2 separate regions of the Callithrix jacchus genome follow, and region 1 is linked to region 2. The links are chromatin contacts, called in public Hi-C maps. All regions are on one chromosome and are shown on one strand. The core of a region is the stretch at or near the end of the contact, and the rest is flanking DNA. Distances in the headings are between cores, read along the strand shown.

Evidence for each region. A called contact is a pair of places that touch in the nucleus more often than the background predicts.
Region 1: a contact with region 2 is called in a Hi-C map of skeletal muscle, with 3 times the contacts expected there. The contact joins the promoter of ST3GAL6 here to the promoter of CPOX in region 2. A contact is called at or near these places in 2 of 3 Hi-C or Micro-C datasets (both in skeletal muscle).

What each region holds. Positions count from the first base shown.
Region 1 is chr15:89,870,111-89,874,948 of calJac240_pri, reverse strand. ST3GAL6 (ST3 beta-galactoside alpha-2,3-sialyltransferase 6) reads right to left here and starts at 1,427. Exons shown (of 14, transcript XM_078352205.1): 1 at 1,163-1,427.
Region 2 is chr15:89,725,538-89,731,137 of calJac240_pri, reverse strand. CPOX (coproporphyrinogen oxidase) reads left to right here and starts at 3,655. Exons shown (of 7, transcript XM_002758871.4): 1 at 3,655-4,310. The coding sequence starts at 3,758.

The DNA of each region.
Region 1 (4,838 bases), core at 178-2,677, 150 kb before region 2:
ATAACAGCACCTAAGAAAGAAGCTTGAGATTGCCGGGAGCTCCGGAGCCGGCGGCCGCAACGTGACAAGTTGTTTCTCCCTTATCTTGAAAATTAACAGCAGCCCAAACACCGCGATTTACTCACAGTCTTCCTTTCTCCTAAACTGTCTCGGTGCTTGTTTTGTTAGGTCTAGTTCTATTGCAGAGGGAAGAAGCGTTTCTCGGAAAACTTTCTACGGTAAGAGACCAGAACCTTCCAGACCCCAGCCCTCCTCGCGTACAGACCCTTTCCCAAGAAAACAATAGTGAAGGAGGCGCTGGACACTCCTCCCGGGTTCGCAGCCGGCGATTCGATGAAAGAGGGTCCCAGGGCAAATTTTCTCTGCCCCCGCGGCTCTCGGGCTTACCCGCGAGGCTGCGCGCCCCTCCTGCCCTCCATGGCTCCAGGATCCCCGGGCGCCCTCCCGGCCGCGCTGCGGCGCACCCCGGCTGGCTCGCGGGTCCCAGCGCCCGTGGCCCCCTTACTCCCCACACGCCACGCTCCCTGGGGCTGGCAGGGCGTGTGGAGGAGCAAGCACCCCTCCGCGTCCCCACCCCCAACCCTGACCTCAGAGGCAGAAACGCCGGAGGGTCGGGGCGGCACACACCCCAGGCCGCCCGGTCCCGGCCCAGGACGCGGGCTCCCCGCACCCCAATCTCCCTCACCCGGGCACTGCGAACCCACAGCGAAGCCGGCCGGCGAGAGTGCCCTTCCGAGGCCCAGCAGCTACGACCTCAAAGGCGTGCGGGGCTCCGTGATCGGGTGGGGGGCCGCTCTCGATCCAGCCCGCTGCTCCTCTCCCGCGGCGCCTGCCGCATCGGGCCGCCGGAGCCGCGGCCGGCGGAAACCAGAGGAAGGTGGCGCGGGCACGATTCCTTCCTCCCGGATCCGGCGGGGGAGCAGAGGAGGGCGCAGTGCTGCGCGGAGTCTCAGGCTCCCGCCGGCCCGCGCGCTGCCCGCGGCTCCGGAGTCCCGGTCCTGGGCGACTGCGCCGAGCGCTCTGGAGCCGCGGGAAGCTACTCCACTTGCGCGGTGATCGCGGCCGCCGCTGATTCGCCGAGCAAGGTGCGAAGCGGCTGGAGGCTGCGGGCCTCGCTGTTCCCAGGGCGGCGACGCGGGAGCGCAGCCCAGTCAGTCCCTACCTTTCGGGCGGGGCGGACTCCACCGCGCGCCCTTGCCGGGCGCCGGGGCCGGAAAATCACCGCGGAGGGAGGGACGGGGAAAGGCGGCGGGTGGCTTCAGGACAAGGTAGGAGGATCGATTTCCACAGCCAAGAAGACACTCCCATCCCGCCCTGGTGTGTTTGGAAAGCTGCAGGAGCTGGAGTGAGGGGCGGCGGGACACTCCCCTTCCCGGCCGTGCTGGCGGGCGCAGAGGCAAACACGGAGGCTCGTCGCGCCGCGGACTGTGACACAAAGCTCAGCCGAAGGTTTGGTCCCATCCGAAAGGGAGGAGTGTGCAGAGAGCTCCTGAATTCCGGGGCTCTGCCCTCCAAGAGCAAATGTGTGAGTACTTTTTATCTTTTGAAGCTGACAATAACTTTAGGGAGAACGAAGGTGGAACGTGTTTTGCCTTTTGGCTCCCTAGAAAAAAGCCTACGTTATTAATGTCCTCTTACTTGGATGGCTCTGAATACTTTTTAAAACGTGTCTGTCAAATAATTCCTTGTCTAGAAACATTCAAGTCATAGCTGCAACCTTTGGGCACTAAGCAGTGTAATCACGTGGGATCAAATGACCCCAGAGAGAAGACCCACGGATTTTGATGCAATTCAAAGTTGGCAATATGTCATGAAGTGGAACAAAGTCCTTCATCTGTGATGGGCTTTCTGGTATTTCTCACGGGGTGTCTCTGTCTCTCTCTCTCTCTCTCTCTCTCTCTCTCTCTCTCTCTCTCTCTGTCTCTCTGTCTCTCTCTCTCTCTCCATATCTATATCTATAGATACAGATTTTTTTTTTTTTTTGAGACAGGATCTTGCACTCCAGGCTGCAACCTCTGCCTTCCCGGCTCAAGCGATTCTCCTGCCTCAGCCTCCCAAGTAGCTGAGATTACAGGCGCACCCCACCACACCCAGCTAATTTTTGTATTTTTAGTAGAGATAGGGTTTCACTATGTTGGCCAGGCTGGATCCAAACTCCTGACCTCAAGTGATCCGCCTGCCTCCACCTGCCAAACTGCTCTGGTATTTGTCTTAATTATAACAACAGCCCGGGGAGGTACCATTTGTTATTTTCCCAATCTTACTAAGCAAAAAAAAAGCTGAAGGGCTCAGATAATTCATATTCTTTGCCCTTTCTACAGATTGCCTTTCACATAACCTACACAGATTTCGTAATTTTAAACGTGGCTCTTGAGACATCAGGATAGTGAAAGAGTTTGAGGGAAGTTGTCAATTTGAACTAATTGGTGTTGAAGTGTACTCTGCTCTTTTAATTTCTTCTGGGTTCTTCATGTACATCTTGTTCATGATCTTAAAAACTAAAACTGTATTTCTCCTCATTGACTCTGGCCTTCTGGACTTTTTGAATCTGCAAAGTAATGTGCTAAGAAGAGAGGCTCTCTGCTGTTCTGAGGTGACGTTTGTGTTTCATATTTGGTAGTGGCCAGTAACTACTGTTCACCCCAACCTAGTTCAAAAGCTGTCTCTTCCACTGACCTGCTGTGTGACTTTGGGCAAGTGGCTTCATCACAGTGGGCTTCTTTTTTGTCAGGTGTAAAGTGAGATACTACAACTTCTCTTGAAGTGTAATTAGGATAAAAACAGTCTCTGTTGTAAAGAAGCTCGGCACAGTGCTTGCCACAAAACGCATCAGTTCAGGAAGTCAAATGTTGACTTTAAAAATAACACTAAAAATATTAACTACCAGTCATTGCCCACCATGAGTCAGCCATGCACCATGCGTTGTATTGGTTCTCTCACTCAACCTGCAAGCCAGTCATGGTAGAAAGGAAGGAACAGAGTTACGTGGTTAAGTGATATACTGCCTGCATTGGAGCTGTGACTCAAAGGAAAGCACCTAGGGACAAATTCATTGTTCTTTCCAAGATATCACCACTATGTAACTCTCTGTGGTGGGCGGTGGTTTTGATCTGTGTAACATTCATTTTTAAAAATTCAGGATATATTACTGTATGGGCACATGATTGCTATTATGTAAATGTTTTATATTCCTGTGGAAACCGACAAAGACTTAAGTAGGGTGATGGAATTAAAAGTTTTTAGTCCTCTCCGGGTTAGTGCTTCTGGTCATTGTTTTGAAAAAAAAAAATGCTCTCCCAATATATGTATATTTAATTCAGTCTTTTGATAGAAGATTTATTCTAATAAGCTGGGAGGGGAAAGCCACAAAGGTGGAGAGAACTCTTGGGACATGCAAGGTCTTTCAAAAGCCTCTAAAATCATAATTTTCAGGCAGTGTACATATAGGGCTGGCCCCGTTTTGCTAGGTTTGTTTTTTGGTTATGGTGGTGCAATCTCTTCGAAATAAATGCTGTTGTTTCATAGGCTGTGGCCTATGTGTACCGCTGACAGGTAGAGGCCAGGTTCCCCACATTACCACAGGAGGCCATTCAGCACTTGTAAATGTGCACTCTAGAACAGACCAAAGAAAGTATTTCCTTCTCATCCCCACTGTAGACCTGCCTTCTAAATTCTCATGTTCTTTCCCAAGTACAGCCTTTTCTGACATGATTGATGGCAAGAATGTCTACGCCTTGTAGGAGAGACCTACTCATAAGGGTGTGCTCTCAGCACGACAATCAAATCAGATCATAGTAGGTGAACCCCAGGACTGGAGCTACCTATAAAGTGACAGCAGTCCACAATATCCTCTTATAAAATAATTTTTAAAATATAAAAATTACATTTTATAATATAAAAATCCTCTTATAAAATAATCTTTAAAAGCAGGGTGAGGTGGCTCATGCCTGTAATCCCAGCCCTTTGGGAGGCTGAGGCGGGTGAATCATGAGGTCGAGAGATTGAGACCATCCTGGCCAACATGGTGAAACCCCATCTCTACTAAAAATACAAAAATTAGCTGGGTGTGGTGACGTGCGTCTGTAGTCCCAGCTACTCAGGAGGCTGAGGCAGGACAATTGCTTGAACCTAGGAGGTGGAGGTTGCAGTGAGCCGAGATTGTGCCACTGCACTCCAGCCTGGCACCTGGCAACAGAGCAAGGCTCTGTCTCAAAACACATAAAATAACCTTTATAAAAAATTGAACTTTTAAAATTTTTTACAGTACATGATATATGATATTTTAAATACAAAATTTTTATTTTTTAATGAAAATATTCTTATAAAATTATTTTTAAATTATAAAAAATGTTAACTTTTTTACAGTGCATGTTCAAAAGGTTTCTTTTTAAAAACAATTTTCAAGGTCAAGTTCAATTTTTTTTTTTTATTTGACCCATTGGTCAGAGAACATTGAGTTCAGTTTTAAACACTATCTCTTTCATGACTGAGCTTCACCAAGCTAATCCTTTATACATACAATCCTTCCTCCAACTCGAGGAGAAAATCCTGCCAGTGCAGTCTTCTGGCTGTCTTGGCGTTTTATCTCCTATAAGCAGTTATTTAAAGAATATGTACATCTCAGAAAGAATAAGTGCCTAAGCAGTCTAAATCCTAATTTAGAGCTATGACTGTCCACAGTGTAGAAAATGTATCACATTAGCAAAAAGCAGTTTAGTTGCTTTAAGCAGAGTCGTACTTCTCCAAAATCTCTGCTTCAGGCTAGAGTCTCAGCTACATTTTTGCATATGCAGATATCCACTGTGATGATTTTCCCACTATTGTGATTGTACAAAAAA
Region 2 (5,600 bases), core at 2,406-4,905:
CTTCTGTGTCTGGGCAAATGGAACAGTCAGAGAGCTTTACCTCAGCTGGTGGGAATATCTCTATTAATAATTGTCTCTATCAAACTGATTATTTCCTGTTCTCCCGATAAACTTCTGCTCTGTACTTGCTAGTTCTTCTTTCTAAATTCCCTATTTTTGGTAATCTTAGATATGCGGGCTCAAAACCCTAGAATCACATTTGAAGGCTTGTCCCTATTGTGGGCATTGATGATTTATGGTACTTTCTGTTCATCGCATTTCCCTTTTTCGAGAAATGATATTCCACATCCTCACCAACTTCCCTACCACAAAACACTAATGGGAGAGCTCCTGTTCTTACATGATGACATTTTTTTCACTCATGGCTATTTTTTATTGGTTGGTCCCAGGGTAGATATTTGAACCACAGTGAGAAAAGGTCTATATCAGAAAGATGTAAGCAGCAACAAAACACCTGACAAACACTTTCTTAAATTATTTTTTCTCATCTAACAAGAAGTTCAAAGGTAAGCAGCCCAGGGCTGGTGTATCTGCTCAAGAATGTCATCGGGACTCAGACTCCTTCTATCTAACTGCTCCGCAAACTTTGACATGGAACTTTCAGAGTCTTAGTCACAAAGTGGTTGCTGCAACGCCAGACATTACAATCAATATTACTATAGGGAAGAATTAGGGAGAAGCTAAGGGGACTGAAAGGATAGGTAACATGAGTTGGTCCCTTACATAAAATCTCCCTGAAATGTAATCTATACATTTGTGAAAAAATAATTTTAAAATTACACCAGTTAAAGAAAAAGCAAGTCAACAACACTAAATTGCATTGGATATTTAGACTACATACAGCTTTAAGAACCAATTATTTTAATGATCTATGTAAGCATTTGCTACTATAGACCTAAAAGTTTAAAATACAAGTTCCAGGACAAAAAATTGAGTTAACATTTTAAAAATTCTACTTCCTTGCCAATCTTACCACTCCTCCCATCACCCCACCAAAATTTCTGATGAGTTGGGCAGAAGCATGCCAAGGTAAACACAGATTTTCTGTAATATTTGCCTGAGTTTCTATATCTATCTGAAAGCAACAGAACTAAGTGAATTTAGCAATACATTTCTTAACTTTGGCTTTCAGAATTTGATAATTGTTGAAAATAGTATAGTTTAGTAAAAATAGTGAGAATGCGTGTGTGTGTGTGTGTGTGTGTTGTTAGAAGGTGGTAAATCTACCAGAGGGATTAACATTAGAACTCTTTCTAATATGCACCAGCAGGCCTAAAATAAGTTATGTTCAACAGGGCTTTAGGAGAAGGAAAAGTTCATAAGGATTCTGAGAAGCATGTATTATTTTGAAAAATAATACTTACTACTAATACCTGTAAGTCTAGTCAGAATCATTTTTGTGATAGGATCACATAAAAAATAAAGTTGCAAAGCGATGCAAGAAACTAAGCTAAAAAATAGATGAGAACTTCTAATTTACACCTTACTTTCTACAGCTAATTAGAAACTTTTTATTTGTCCCAACTAGTTTTCTGATGTAAGAAATTACTTAGATTAGTGATATCTTTTTTTTTTCCTCCACACACTGACAAATATGATTTAAATACGAGTATCCCACTTGGGAACAATTTGAACCCCCAGAAAGGTGATTTAAACCCATACTAACCAAGCTATTGAAGCCTTTCTTATGCATTAAATAACAGGTTGCCAGTAGGGAGGGTGTGGGGAACCAGAGGAAGAACGGAGAGGCCCTTTGCTTAGAAAGGCTAAGGATGAGAGGGATGGAAACCTGGAAGCTAGTACACAATTTGCTCAGCATCAGCCTCTGTGACTGGGCGAATGTTTAAAACAGTCTGTTCTTACTTAGCTTTTACTAACCTTATGGGTATTTGCAGAATTAGAGCAATAATGAAGGATCTTCTTACAAATAAACGAGCAGAGAGGCTCCTTTTCATTTGATGAGGTTCATTTCTCATCACCAGGCCCAGCCCAACCCCATCACAGGCATCCAGAAGAGGGCATCAACCTTTCCTACAATGATCATTCTCATTTCCTTGCCTCCACTTCTAACTTGGCCTCCTGGCAGGTGGTGCTATGGCTAAAAGCTAATTGTTTTTCTTCCCTAAAAGTAGCTTAGTCACAGGCCGGGCGCGGTGGCTCACGCCTATAAACCCAGCACTTTGGGAGGCCGAGGAGGGTGGATCACGAGCTCAAGAGATCGAGACCATCCTGGTCAACAAGATGAAACCCCGTCTCTACTAAAAATACAAAAATTAGCTGGGCACGGTGGCACGCGCCTGTAGTCCCAGCTACTCGGGAGGCTGAGGCAGGAGAAATGCTTGAACCCAGGAGGCGGAGGTTGCGGTGAGCCGAGATCGCGCCATTGCACTCCAGCCTGGGTAACAAGAGCGAAACTCCGTCTCAAAAAAAAAAAGTAGCTTAGTCACTTCTCAACCCAAGCCCTTACTTTCCATTGATTCTCAGTGGTGAGGCTTGGGCAAGCACACCCACCTTGCTAACATCATGTCCCAGTGGGAGAACTGCCAGGTGCAGTTGTGGGTGGATAAGATACCAATTGGTCCGACTCAAAAGCCGTGGAGATTCCGTCAGTGCATCCCGCCACTAAGAAAAAACTTGTGGCAACAGCTACCAGTGGCTTAAATTATTATCTACCACTAGAAATTAAAATAATCGTGGAGACTTATGGGACAAATTAGCCCATGACAATAGTTCTCACACTTTTGCGCCCAGGAACCATGAAGCTGTGGTATGGTTACAGCGGGGACAAAGAGCTGCCTGTCACATGTTAGCTTCTTTCCTCGTTTCTTTAAAGGGTGGGGGAAGGGAGCCAGAGTGGGAGGACGTGTGGACTTTGCCCTGCCTAGTTTGCAGCCGTTGTTGTAAGTACTAAACGTGAGCAATATTTGAAAGACCCTACAGTACAATAACTATTTTTAAAATTCTTCTTAATCACCAAAACGCACCAAGTCAGGAATTTTCTACTGGTTAACGGAAACAGTCACTTTGCCTTTCGTTTTTCTAAAACAAGTAGGCACTATGGAAGCAACGCCTGGGTAAATCTTGAGGACAGAACGGTGGTGCGGACTGGATCACAGAAACTCTTCTCCCAGATCCCCTTCCGAGCCCATTACTTGCTTCTCCCACTCTCTTTAGAAAATCATCCTTAAGCAAGACGTTTCCCAGCCTGCTCATCCCCGCCCCCTCAAGCCCTAGAAACTCTAGAGGACCAGGACCCAGGGCGAAGGGCGGGTTTGTATATCCTGGGCCGGGATCTGCATTCTGCAAACTCTGAAAATGTAAGCGCGACTACGTTCTCTGCCGCATTTCTGCCCCGGTCCGCCCTCAGCCTCCCAGCCCTACTCTATCTTCTTCCCGAGGCCGAAAGACAGCCGCCCCAAGGTTGTATGTGATCAGAAAGCCCATCTTATCTCTCGGGCAGCTTCCACAGCACGTCCCATCCCCCCCCGCCCCCGCTCTCCTCGCCTCAGATCAGCCCTTCCGGGCGCTCCGGATTCTTATCTCCCGCCAGCGCCGGGACGCGGCAGGCGGCGATAGGAGCAGGACTACATCTCCCAGCGTGCCCCGCTTCGCGCCCGCGCCGCGGGAGCCCGAAGCGCCGGCAGCGGCCCTTCCAGAAGGGTTCTCTGCTTTCGGGGCTCGCGGGCTCGGGATTGCCGGGGGGCTCTGAGGCTCGACTCTGGGACCCAGGCACTGCCCGGGGTGACCGTGCGGGAGTATGGCCTTGCAGCTGGGCAGGCTGAGCGCAGCCCCTTGCTGGCGCGCGGCGCGGGGCGGCTGCGGAGGGCCCCGCGCCTGGTCCCACCGCGGCTGTGAAGGTCTCTGCGCCGGGTCCCCGTGCAGCGCAGCCGGACGCATCTGCCGGCCCCCTGGCCCGGTTGGCACGGAGCAGAGCCGCGGGCTGGGGCACGTCCCGACGGCGAGAGGCGGCACCTGGCAGGGGACAGGGCTGGCCGCGGCGCTGGCGGGGGTGGTGGGGCTGGCCGCCGCCGCCTTCGGGCATGTGCAGCGGGCGGAGATGGTGCCCAAGAGCTCGGGGACGCGGGAACCTTCGCTGGGGAGGCCAGAGGAGGAGGATGAGCTGGCCCGCCGCTGCAGCTGCTTCATGGCCGCGCCTGTGACCGACCTGGGCGAGCTGCGAAGGAGGCCGGCCGACATGAAGACCAAGATGGAACTGCTGATCCTGGAGACCCAGGCGCAGGTGTGCCAGGCTCTGGCACAGGTAGACGGGGGTGCCAGCTTTTCTGTGGACCGGTGGGAGAGGAAAGAAGGTAAGGAAGCCGGCCACTAGCGGAAGGTGGAGATGAGTGGAAAAAAGGTCAGGTTCCAGGTTTCAGACAGAAAACATAATAGTTCACAGTACGGGATAGGGTAGTAGGTAGCGGGTACCCACAGAGAGGCTGCTTGGTTAAGAGACTGCTGATAAAAAGAGGGACGCTGAAAGGGTCGCCACCCCTCTGCTTGCAGGTATGGACACGGATCAGCTGTCACTCGAGTACTGCATTTCAAAATCTTTGCAATTCCATAGCAGAATTTTTTGTAGAAATCTTAAGTGATATTTGCAGCTAACAAGCTTAGATGTCCAAAGTTTGCTATTGAACATAAATTTCAGTAGATTAGGGAACACAGTTTATCTCCTTCTCTGGGTGAATTTGCCCTTTTTCCTTTTTAGGATATAGAACTCATCTCCTGCCCGCTAAGTGTCAGCTAAACTCCTCCAGTTAGGGTATCATTGTGTCAGACTCTTCCCACTTCTTTTTAATATTGCGCAAGATATATTTGATTGGTTTCTCAGTAGCGCTACCAAATGCACCCATCAGGTTTCCTGCTAGGAAAATCTTCCCTTTCAATGGCAAAATATTTGAGCATCAAAATCCAGTTCTCATAGAGGCATACATTCATGACACGTTGTTGCCCATACAGGGAAACCCCACATCTTGAGTGGAAACTTGAAGGATTCCTGACTTTTCCTAGCTGGAAATACAACAGCAGCTTCTCACCAGCAGATTTCGATCTGTGATACTGCCACATCTATATTGAATGGAGTCTAGTTTTCTATCGTGTAATGTTTTCAAGTAAAGACCACTGAACCAGGACACAATCTCAAGTACAAGACTAGCTGTGTGACCCTAGAGGTTACTCTTTTATGGCGTTTTCCCATCTGTGAAATATACATATATATATTTCATCTTATTTAATCCTCCTACTACACATGTATATGGATAGAATATATGTGAAGTGCTTAGAATATTGTCCGAAACATAGCATTTAGACAATTTGTTTCAGCCACTTGTCATCAGTTAGATCTTGGATAAGATGTTTTGCCTCTCTGGCCCTCAGTTTTCTCATTGGGAATATATGAGAGTTGTACAGGATCATCTTATTTCCTATCCAGCTCTAACTGTTCTTAGAAATAACAAGCCAAACATGAAATTTGATGAAACAGTGCCCTTGCAGTGACCCTAGTACCTTAAGAAAAAAATGAGTAGTAAGGCTCATACACCTGAATACTAATGTGCGTCTCACTCATATTAAGGTTCTGAATTTTTTCAGAGTTTGAA